Linked DNA regions of Pan troglodytes: region 2 is linked to region 1. Evidence: chromatin contacts called from public HiChIP or PLAC-seq data. All regions are on one chromosome and are shown on one strand. The core of a region is the stretch at or near the end of the contact, and the rest is flanking DNA. Distances in the headings are between cores, read along the strand shown. Region 1 holds the start of RPS4Y2 (ribosomal protein S4 Y-linked 2). Region 2 holds the start of EIF1AY (eukaryotic translation initiation factor 1A Y-linked).

Region 1 (6,022 bases), core at 958-3,457:
ACTGCCTAGTCCGCCTCTTGTCAGATGCTTGCCTCCTTTGCCTCTGGGCATACTGTCCTCATCCTGCCAGGTCTTCAAGGTTGAGTTCAAGAGACTCCTGCATTTCTCACGCAATTTCTTGCCTGTGTTGCATGGACCCCAGTAGCCTTTACTGTTAAAACCGTATCTTGGGCTCAATGTAAACAGCAGCTACTCCACCCTCTGAAACAAAGGGTAACTTCAAATTAAATACATTTTATTATTAATGGGGACTCAGTGCACTGTCACTGAACCCTTTCTTATCTGGAATTTAGCACATTCATTAATCCCCTCAGCTCTGGGTTCAGGAAGTGCCCTCTAAAGTGGAGAGCTCAAACAGCAAAAGAGACCACCAGGACTTGACATCCTGGTGTTTTGTTGTTGCTGTTGGCATTTTTAATCCTTGAGAGCACAAGCCTCAAGAAATGGGTTCATGATATAACACAATTTGAATAAATCACAACACAGCAGCCTAACAGCTCTTTTGAAAATATGAGGGGCGCCATGGCTAACGCTTATAATCCCAGCACTGTGGGACTGGCCACCAGCGGGTGGATCAGAAGGTCAGGAAATTGAGAATATCTTGGCCAACAGGGTGAAACTTGGTATCTACTAAAAATACAAAATTCAGATCGGCGTGGTGACTAAAAGATTCCAGCTACTGGGGAGGCTGAGGCATGAGAATCGCTTGAACCCGGAGGCAGAGGTTGCAGTGAGCTAAGATCATGCCACAGCACTCCAGCCTGGTGACAAGCCAAGACTCAGTCTCAAAAAAAAAAAAAAAAAAAAAACCCCAAACATGTCCAATAGTTCACTCACTTATGTCTTTCTATTCTTCTGTAAGAGGCTTCTTCATTTCACACTCTTTAAAACTGCAGTGCTCAAAACCCCATTCATCCTTCCCACGGCCCTATTTTTTTCTCCCCCCAGCCTTCAGCACCTGGGAACATACTGTAACTTCCCTCTCCTCCCAGCAGGATGTAAGCTTCAACAAGAAAGAGGGATAGATTTTGTTGTCCAACCATTTTGTACCCGGACACATCCTTAAGGGTGGGCCCACATAACAACACCTGGCACGTATTAGGTTCTCAATAGTTACTAAAAGATGGCAAGCCCAGGTTCTCAGCGACATTATGGACCACAATAGTGCTCAAAGTTGAGGTCAGAGAGCTGTTCGACCCGCTGTTTCCAAACAGGATGTCCTAACTTTTTTCTCAGGGACCTTTTCATTACAGTGCAAGGACAAGTTCCGTGTGCGGCAAGTCTTCACCAACGAAAATCTCACATAAGCAAACAGTGTTCCCACGAAATAGCAAGCCACAGGTACACAGCATGCACTTTTGAGTAAAAAGCAAAGACAGTTATACTCACAAATACACCAGTTAGTTTATCCAGCATCCAATGCTTCGGCGCTGCAACACGCTTCAAGTGCTTCTTGGGGCCCCGGGCCTGAAAAGGACACCAGACTTTTTCAGAGAAACTCGTCTCAGTTAACAGTAAAATGTCTTTATCTTCAGCTGTAACAACTGCTAACGGGTAATACCGGATCGGAGGAGAAAGGACAGTCCAGGCTATTTCACGCCCAGTTTTGAGCAAATATTACTTCCTGCCAGACCCCAGAACAAACCCCGCAAAACTCCCAGACCTTTGACAACCTCACGAGTCTCTCTGGCGTCTGTAAAGACAGCGTCCACAGTGCTCTCCAAACGAATCTGAGACTGCTTCAACGTATGGATATAAGCTAACCCGCGTAAAAAGCCAGTGTTGGGCTGCGGAGTCAAGGGTGGACTTGTAAGGTTAGCCGAGGAAGCTTATTCCTAACAAGACTCACGTGCCAACAGCACCACCGGCGCCCAGGCCGAGCACAAGGGCCAGCCCGGAACCCCCAGCCGCACTCTTCTCAGACCTCCGCTCTCCAAATCGGGTTTCCTGAAGCAGCACCAGCAGCATTCCCACCCGCCAAGCAGCGGTACCCGAAAAGTAAAAGCTTGCCAAGATGGAAGGCCCTTCTTCAAAGGATGGAGGCAGATAAGTCCGGAGCTAGGACGCAGACGTCTTACCATGGCGAAATCCCGCGACGGAAGAGAACCTCTCCTTTTCCGGTGCAACCGTATTCTGCGGTCATAAACAGCGGGAAGTCAAATGAGTGAGAATTTCAGTTCCGGATTCCGCCTCGGGTAACCAACCTATTATTTTTCCGTTGTGGAGGTCACAGCTCGGAACTGAGTTTCTTAGCATTTTCAGTTTCTGATACTGATTCATAGGTGTCAGTTATGCCACGGGACTTTTTGTTGTGCTTCCTCCCCTCAGGTCGGCTAAGCTGGGAGGACGCAGTTTACACTCTAAAAATTATCTTTCGCCAACTTAAAAAATATTTAACAGAAGCTCTGAAGGAGCAGGATTTAGCCGCCTTAAAAAAAAAAAAAAAGCCAATCGTTAAGAAATAACCTATATGATTCCTTGTGACTGTGACATGTTGTATTGTAAAATCATGATTTAAGAAACAATTCGTTTTTCTGAATTAGGGCCAATTTCACAGGTTTGAGAATGTATTAAAATCGTCTGTATTGTCAACTTTGAAAGGGTAGGTTTTATGGGACGTGAATTGTAAGTTCAATACCTTGTTTTGCATTAACTTGAGGTGATGGTTGCACAACTCTGTGCATGTCCCTAAAACCTCCAAAACAATTCGCTTTTAAAAAGGTGAACTCGGCTATGTAAGTTGTACCACGCTCGCGTGTGTGTGATGTCACAGCTTTATTGAGGTGGAATTGCTATACAAAACACAATCAGCCAAATGGACTTACTTAATCTGTACCATTTGACGAGTTCGGACATAGGCGTAAACCCACGGAACCATCATCACAATCGAGGTAATAAACATCTCCATCACCATCAAAAATTTCCTTGTGTTATTTTCTAGGTATTTCTTTTCTTTTTCTTTTTCTTTTCCTTTTCTTTCCTTCTTTTATTGTGTTTTTGAATGTGGCAGGGTCTGGCTCTGTCGCACCGGGTGGAGGGCAGGGGCCCCATCTCAGGTCCCGGCAGCCTCGACTTTCCGGGGGTTGAGTGTTCCTCCCACCTCAGCCTCCCACAGTGCTGAGACCCACAGGCACCTGCCAGCACTTTACGGAATTTTTATTTTTATTTATTTATTTTTTCAGACGGAGTCTGGCACTGTCGCCGGGGCTGGAATGCAATGGCGCGATCTCGGCTCACTGCAACCTACACCTCCTGGCTTAAAGCCATTCTCCTGCCTCAGCCTCCTGAGTCGCTGGGATTACAGGCGCCCGCCACCAGGCCTGGCTGTTTTTTTTGTACTTTTAGTATAGACAGGGTTTCACTGTGTTGGCCAAGCTTGTATCAGACTCCTGACTTCATGAACCACCGACTCTGCGTCCCAAAGTGCTGGGATTACAGGCATGAGCCACCAAGCCTGGCCTCCAGCTTTTCTTTTCTTTTTCCTTTAACTGTAGATAGAACACAACACAGTAATATCGACCATTTTTACCAATTTGTAAGCGCGTAACAGTGCCTAAAATGTTTTTGTTGTTATGTTTTGTTTGTCTTTGCATTCAATTCCTTGATTCAAGTCTATAGGCAGTGTATGTGCCAGCTAGCAAGACAGCAGGCTGGAATAGATCTGAACTCCACACTGTTTGCTCTATACTAGTATTCACCTCTTCTATTCTGAGACTCCTAGACTCCTTTTGCCATTTCTTAGGTCCCTTTGCTGCTTTTGTGGTAGGAGTTATTAAGAAATTATTTTAGGCAAATAGAGAGGAAAAGTTTTCATTTCTATTAAAGCTGCTCTAGAAATGTTTCTTGTCTAGAAGGAAAGCCTGGGCTCTTAGAGCTTTGGCTCTTAGGGCTTGGCTGGCAACCTTTGATATGCAAATGTAGTCCATTAGAAACTGGGTCCACCCAAACATGGCGATTCCTGTGCCCTCTTGCCCTTCCCCTACATGTTCCTGGCAACATGGCCACCCCCACATATCCCCACGTGTGTAGAACATCATGGCGTCCTTCGTTTGCATATTAAAAGACTAGAGTAGTTGGGCCGGCTTTTTCGTGCGCTAAGTGAATGACATGCCTTGTCAAACCAATCCACTGTGCCCTGTGCAAATCAGACACCGCCTCCTCCAGCCTCTACGTATACCTGGCTTGTTTCCTCCCCACTTGGGTTCCATCTCTTGGCTTTGGAGTCCTCCCTCCCTCTGTGTCTGTACAGGGGAGCTTCTTCCTTCTTTGTTCTTCCTTGTTTCTTGCCTATTAAACTCTCTGCTCCTTAAAACAACTCCACCTGTGTCCTGTTGTTTTATCTAATTCAATGTGAGACAAGAGCTCTGGTGTTCTTACCCTCATCAGAGCACTATCAATTTCAGTTCCAGTCCTGGACAGCTCTCGGAGAGCCCTTAACCTTAACTGGACTGGTTTCTTCCACTCTCTGCGGCAGACAACTCACTTTTCCATTCTTTTCCCCATCATTTTCCTTTTTTATTATTCTCCCCCAAAAAAGCATTTGCTCCTCCAGATATAACAGTGCTGAATAGTGCTCTCTGACTAAAATGGGCTTTTCTGATTGAATCATTTTCAGAAGGCTGTTAGTCAAATACATATGTAGGCATGAGGAGAGCCCTTACGTGCAAAATTATCCTTGTTAAACTCCAATCCACAAGTGCTAGGGGAGACCCATTTGAGTAATAACAAGATTTCCTGCACAGCTGACACTGCATGGATTACTCTTTCTCCATTGCAATTCCCCTGTCTTGATAAATCAGCTCTCTCTAGGCAGCTGGCAAGATGAACCTGTTGGGTGGTTACAGAGCTGCCCGTCTGTGGCCTCCCAAAAACTGGCGACCTTCTGCTGCCCCTCTGGGAGGCAGCCAGGCAGTTCGTGCTGATGTTTCAGCCACTGGACAGTGGCAGCTCTGCCTGGCCCTGAGCCTCCCACAACTGCTGCCCTGCTGTCAGCCTGAGGCCCTGGTTCCCCCGGACCTCCCAGCCACCTCAGCGCATCCTGGGTGCTGCCGCTGCTTGGCTGCCTAGGTAAGTGTGTGCTCCATCTGCGGGTTAAGACCTGCTCAGTGCCCAGGTGAGGACATAGGGCAGTCGAGTTGTAACTAGATCGGTGCCTGAGTGATGGCGCACCACTTCAGCCACTGGACAGTGGCAGCTCTGCCTGGCCCTGAGCCTCCCACAACTGCTGCCCTGCTGTCAGCCTGAGGCCCTGGTTCCCCCGGACCTCCCGGCCACCTCAGCGCATCCTGGGTGCTGCCGCTGCTTGGCTGCCTAGGTAAGTGTGTGCTCCATCTGCGGGTTAAGACCTGCTCAGTGCCCAGGTGAGGACATAGGGCAGTCAAGTTGTAACTAGATCGGTGCCTGAGTGATGGCGCACCACCCTCCAGCTGGATTGGGCTTCTAAACACTTGAAGCACAGAGAAAAGGGAAGCAGAGGCGCTTCCCTCGGGAGCGGACTGAACGAGTAGGTAATTTTTCCATGCAAAATGGTAGGTAAAAATTCCTGTCCATGTGAGGTTCGGTCTTTAAAACTCCATTCATTGTGTTTCTGAACAGGAAAATTTCAGACAGTGCAGCTGAGCAAAAATTGCACCAGGGAGAAACTCACAGTTAAAGTGTGTGTATGTGCATGCTTTTTTTTTTTTTTTTTTTTTTTTTTGGTGGAAACTGGCGGTGTCATCCAGGTTGGAGTGCAGTGGTGTGATTGCTCCTCACTGCAACTTCCTCATCCCAAGTTCAAGCGATTCTCCTGCCTCAGCCTCCAGAGTGGCTGGGACTACAGGCATGCAACATGACACCCAGCTCAATTTTGTATTTTCAGTAGAGAGGGGGTTTCACCATTTTGGCCAGGCTGGTCTCAAACTCCTGACCTCAGGTGGTCTGCCCACCTGGGCCTCCCAAAATGCTGGTATTACAGGACTGAGTCCCCGCAAATTCTTTCCTCTTTTGCACCATATATTTCCCGCGTGTTTTGTGACCTTAA
Region 2 (6,022 bases), core at 1,009-3,508, 180 kb after region 1:
AATATTTAGGGGTCTTCAAAAGTATCCCTCAAGTAAGTAGCCCAGAAGATAACACTAATTTTACACAATAATAAAAACATTCAATTCAGGATGGGTATTATCCTAAGAAAAATAAATTTGGGAAGGGTAACAGAGGACTTTAATGAATCTAGGTTATAATTCCTAGAGGTATGGATTTCTAGGAGTTCACTGTATTACTGTACTTTTTTTTTTTTTTTTTTTTTTTTTTTTTTGAGACGTAGTCTTGCTCAGTCGCCTAGGCTGGAGTGCAGTGGCGCGGTCTGGGCTCACTGCAAGCTCCGCCTCCCGGGTTCACGCCATTCTCCTGCCTCAGCCTCCCCACGCCCGGCTAATTTTTTTTGTATTTTTAGTAAAGAGGGGGTTTCACCATGTTAGCCTGGATGGTCACGATCTCCTGACCTCGTGATCCACCCGCCTTGGCCTCCCAAGGTGCTGGGATTACACGCGTGAGCCACCGCGCCCGGCCACTATACTTCTTTTGTGTGCCTTCTGAGGCACATATGATTAAAAAAAAATTGTTTACAATTTACCAGAATTAACCAAACCCTGATCATTCCCCTTCTATTGTGATACCATGTAACAGAATCCACTTTAAATTATATTTTAGAGGAATGAGGCTAGGCATGAACATACAAAAATTAAAGTCGTTTAATATTTTATCTCGTTTCCTTTCTAAGATCAAAAAATCCACACCTCCTCTTTAAACAAATCCGATGTGTTTTGGAGATACTCTCTTTATTGAGAACATTTTTAGGCATCACTCAGTTTAAAAGTTCTACCCTACAAGAATAAAGGAAGCTTTACTATTTAAGGATAGAGTCAGGTACAGGGATAATAACATCAGCAAAGATTTAATGGACATTTTGCAAAGGGAGATACTCTGATCTTTAGAGCTGATTGCTTAGAGAACTGGGAATCTCATCACTAGAAATAAAGGTGAGAACAAGATACCTACTTAAGTTGTTCAGTACCATCTGAGAAAATGTTAGTGAAAAAGCATAAGCCTTTGCTAACTCTTTCTAATTAGACTTCTCCCAGAATACACTTTATCCTCCAATAATTTTGCAGTAAAATAAAATAAAATAAAATAAAACCTTATTATACACACAACCCGTTAGTGGGTTTTCGGGAGAGCAAAGAGTAATGCCCAGAAAACACTGCACTGTACTGTCACCAAGTACCTCAAGAGCTGTGTGTCGTGACAGCTAAAAAGAGAAAATGAAACAGATTCCATGCTGCCAACAGGCAAGTAAAAAGAAGACAAATTGGTCTGGATCCCAGGAAGGAATAATCTAAACAGAGTTTTTGTGGACTATAAAACATGGTCCCCTCCTGTGGAAAATAATATTTTGTTTCCACCTACAGTTTTCTTCAAGCAATTACAAGGGCATTAAAAGTGAGAGATTACCTCAGGTGTATAAAAACGAGAATTTCTTTCAGAAATGACTGAGAAAGCGTTCTACCGAGGTTAGACCTCCTACTTTAGAAGCTGTGAGTAAACTTATTTTCAAGTCTAAGTTTCGTGTGAAAGTTTAGCCTCAGAATGAAGGGAACGTTGATATCTTTACTCCCACAATATTTATCGGATACGGAAGTTGAAAACCTGCCTAAATATGTAACAAATCTTCTGCAAAAGAATGTTACACTCTATAAAGGGATGGGGTAGAGTAAAACGCCAGAAATGAACCTAAACATGCTTCAAGGCTTCCCCACTGTTTAACAAGGAAAAGGGAGTATCCTTAGCAATACTTTTAACTGTCCAGATAGGTAAGTCTTCAAAGTTAAGAACCGCTTCCAGGAAAGTAGCAGGGAAGTGTTTGCAGGTGCCTATTCTGGAAAGCCAGGCCGTCCGGTTAAGGTCCCTCAACCGTCCCTACCTATACGCTTTCCGTCTGGCGTGAAATCAGCAGCAAAAGCCCGCTATCTTCCGAAGGAGGCCCCATAAAAATGGCGTCTGTCCCACCCCAATGTGACCAAATCGGGCATTCCCAGCTCCTTTCCCGAACACAGTGCTGGGGTCGCAGTGCCCAGTACCGCCGTTAGAACAGTCACTGCGGCCTGGAACAGGCGTCGGGGTTACTGGCAGAGCAAGCCGAGGTATAGTCCCAGAGGCTTACAGCAGTACCTTTATTCTTGGGCATGGCGGTGATGACAGCCTCGTGAGACCTCTTCCGACTCCTTTCTGGCGGTTACTACTCTAAGAGCCGGCTGAACTAAGATGCAGCAGGTGGGTGCGCAGAAGAGGCTGGCTACAGCGCTCTCTGATAAACTGCTGACGCGCGCTCTCTGGCGTCAGCAAAAGGCGACGCAGCTGATTACGATACTTTTCCCCGCCTCTCTTCGGCTGAGGCATGGCCAAATGACTGACACCTAGTAGACTCCATCAGGATACCGGAGAGTTTGGTGCAGGATGAATAAACAGGAAGCGGGGCGGGACTCAGCATGGAGAAGGTGGAGTCAAGGATGAAATGGGCGGGGCCCTGGAGTATTCTCCTTTGCTAAAAAACGATCTTCCAGTTTCAGAAGTTCGTGGGTCATTTAACTGTAAACGCCTAAATTTTAAGAGAGCCCTTACTCTTATACAGTGAATTTGGAGGACTGGCTTAGGACAAGGCCCTCTATGTTCAGAATGTTTATTACTTTTCTCTCTCTCTCTTTCTTTTTTTTTTTGACAACGAAGTTTCGCTCTTGTTGCCCATGCTGGAGTGCAGGGCCCCGATCTGCCCGTCTAATTTTTGTATTTTTAGTAGAGATGGGGTTTCACCATGTTGGCCAGGCTCTCAAACCCCTGACCTAGTGATCCGCCCGCCTCTGCCGCCCAAATTCCTGGGATTGCAGTAGTGAGACACCGCGCCCGGCCTATTTTTTTCAGTCTTATCTTCTCTACCTCACCACCTCACAGTAAAGCATGTAAGTACGGAGGCCGCATCTGTTGCTTACAATTGCTAGCACCCAGCGGAATACTGACAAAAAGTAGACAGTAAATATATACAGGAAATGGAAAGTAAATATACATAGGAAGGAGTGAGACTAAGCATCTGAATCTTATAATAAATCATGGCTTAACCGAATGTCTCAAATGGACTGGCTGTGGTGGTCAAATTATTTCAAGACAAATTCCATTTGATTATGATATACAATCATTTAATTTACTGGATTTGTTGTGTGTGTACTATTATGTTTAGAATCTTAGCATCTGTTTTAAGATATATTGGCTTGTATCGTGTGATGACTTTGACTTTAGGATCAATATAATCCCGGCTTCACAGAATGAATTGTGTAGTGTCCCTTTTTCTTCTGTGTTTTTGGACACATTCGAGGATTGATGTAAATTCTTTAAATGGTCCTAGGCCTTAGTTTAGATTATGAATTCGTGTCGTATTTATTCCCAAGTCATTTCTGGTAGTTTGTATGTATCAGAAATTTGTTCATTTATTCTAAATTATAAAACTTGTTGGGCGTATAATTGGCCATCATATACAAAGTATAGTATCTTCCTAATCCTTTTTTTTCCCTTTCTTTCTTCAAGGTAAATAGTATGTATGTATCAGGACTTTGTTCATTTATTCTAAATTATCTTACTTGTTGGGCATATAATTGGCCATCATATACATAGTGTAGTATCCTCCTAATCCTTTTTTTTCTTTCTTTTTTTCTGCAAGGTAAGTGGTAGTACCCTGATCATCACTACTGGTTTTAAGGAATTTAAGTCTTCATGGTTTTGTTTTTAAAAGCCTAGTGATGAAGCCATAACATTAAAAATAAAATTTTCTCTGAACCCAGAAGTCCTCTCCACAAAGACAGTAGAGAATGAAATCAGTTTTACTGTTAAAAATATGAAATATGAATTTAATGTACATTGTAGAAAATCAACCAAGAGATTACAAAGTCAAAAAGAAATCTCGCCTTTTATATAGCTAAGCATCAAGGTAGTCTTCAAGATAGACAAATTTTCTTAAAAGAAATTACTGGTTGATCAGTAGTCTTTAATAAAGAAAATTTAACGGCACCATTTGTCACATACCCTTAGTTTACAATGGTAACAGGAGACCACATATTATATAGCTAATTGTCTTTAATCAGAAGAGAAACTGACTTCTCATATTTTTAATCTCAAGAGGTTGTTTTGCAGTTCAGAGAAAAGCACCTACTGAGGTTAAGTTCTTACCTTTTACTGAAACTGGAAACAGAGGGGTACCTTCTCTCTTTATGTTTACGTTTCAAAGAGATAGCTCCTAGGTCCATTAGATAAATACTGCTGTGTCGCTGATATGCTTTGGCTTTGTGTCTCCATCCAAATCTCATCTGGAATTATAATCCCCATCTGTTAAGGGAGGGACCTGATGCAAAGCTATTGGATTATGATGTCAGTTACCCCCATGCTGTTCTGATGATAGTGAGGGAGTTCTCACAACAGCTGATGGTTTTAAAAATGTTCTGCAGTTTCACTCTCTCACCTTCCTGCCTCCATATAAGATGTGTCTTGCTTCCCCTTCACCTTCTACAGTGATTTTAAGTTTCCTGAATCCTCCCCAACCATGCAGAACTGTGAGTCAATTAAACATCCTTTCTTAATGAATTACCGAGTCTCAGGTTGTATTTTTGGAGCAGTGTGATAACAGACTAATACAGAGAATTGGTACCAGGAATGGGGTATTGTGGAAAACCTGAAAATGTGGAATCAACTTTGGACCTGGGTATTGGGGGGAGGTTGGAACAGTTTGAAGGGCCTAGAAGAAGACAGGATTATGTGGGAAATTTTGGCACTTTCTAAAGACTTGAATTTTTTAACCAAAATACTGGTAGTGACATGGAGAATGAAGTCTAGGCTGAGATGGTATCAGATGGAAATGAGGAACTTCTTGGGAACTGGAGTAAAGGAAACACATACTGTGCTTTAGCACAGCAAATGGTGGTATTTTGCTCCTGCCCTATGGAACTTTGAATTTGAGAGATATGATTTGAAATTGGAACTTATGTTTAGAAGGGAAACAGACCATAAATGTTAGGAAAATTTGCAGCCTGACCATGTGATAGAAAAGACGAAAAAACCCAGCATTTTCTGGAGAGAAATTAAAGCCGACTGCAGAAATTCGTATAACTAATGAGGAGCTTAATGTTAATAGCTATGACAATGGGGAAAATTACTCTAGGGCATGTCAGAGATCTTCAAGGGAGCTCTTCTCATCACAGGCCCAGAGGCCTAGGAAGAAAAATAGTTTTTTGGGCTGGGCACAGAGTCGTGCTGCCCTGTGCAGCTTTGGGACTTGGCACCCTTCATTCCAGCCTCTCCAGCCTCAGCTGTGGCCCAAAGGGGCCAAAAGCTTGGGTCTTTGCTTCAGAGGGTGCAAGCCCCAAGCCTTGGCAGTTAGGCCAATGGTGTTAGGCCTATGGGTGCACAGAAGACAAGAGTTGAACCTTGGGAACTTCTGCCTAAATTTCAGAGATATATGGAAATGCCTGGAAGTCCAGGCAGAAGTCTGTTCAGGGTGAAGCACCCAGGGATAACCTCTGCTAGGGCAGTATGGAAGGGAAATGTGGGATTGGAAGTCCCACACAGAGTTCCCACTGGACACTGCCTAGTGGAGCTATGAGAAAAGGACCACCATCCTCCAAACCCCAGAATGGTAGATCCTCAGGCAGCTTGCATCATGTGTCTGGAAAAGCTGCAGGCACTCAACACCTGTCTATGAAAGTAGCCACAGGCGGTGTACCTTACAAAGCCCCAGGGACAGAGCTGTGGGAGCTCACACCTTGCATCAGTATCCCCTGGATGTAAGATATGGAGTCAAATGAGGTTTTGGAGCTTTAAGATTAGTGACTGCCTGGCCATGTTTCGTACTTGCATGGGGCTTGTGGCCCCTTTGCTTTGGCCTATTTCTTCCATTTGAAATGGTAACATTTACCCAATGCCTGTATTACCATTATATTTTAGAAGTAACTAACTTGCTTTAATTTTCCAGGCTCATAGGTGAAAGGAACTTCCCCTTTCTCAGATGAG

The links. HiChIP or PLAC-seq counts read pairs in DNA pulled down with a chosen protein or histone mark.
Region 2: a contact with region 1 is called in an H3K4me3 HiChIP or PLAC-seq map of stem cell-derived excitatory neurons, with 2.3 times the contacts expected there. The contact joins the promoter of EIF1AY here to the promoter of RPS4Y2 in region 1. A contact is called at or near these places in 1 of 7 Hi-C or Micro-C datasets (stem cell-derived neural progenitor cells) and 1 of 1 datasets of contacts at active chromatin or transcription factors (stem cell-derived excitatory neurons).

What each region holds. Positions count from the first base shown.
Region 1 is chrY:24,637,418-24,643,439 of NHGRI_mPanTro3-v2.0_pri, forward strand. RPS4Y2 (ribosomal protein S4 Y-linked 2) reads right to left here and starts at 2,208. Exons shown (of 7, transcript NM_001009024.2): 1 at 2,079-2,208; 2 at 1,390-1,467. The coding sequence starts at 2,081.
Region 2 is chrY:24,817,322-24,823,343 of NHGRI_mPanTro3-v2.0_pri, forward strand. EIF1AY (eukaryotic translation initiation factor 1A Y-linked) reads right to left here and starts at 2,259. Exons shown (of 7, transcript NM_001008977.1): 1 at 2,147-2,259. The coding sequence starts at 2,162.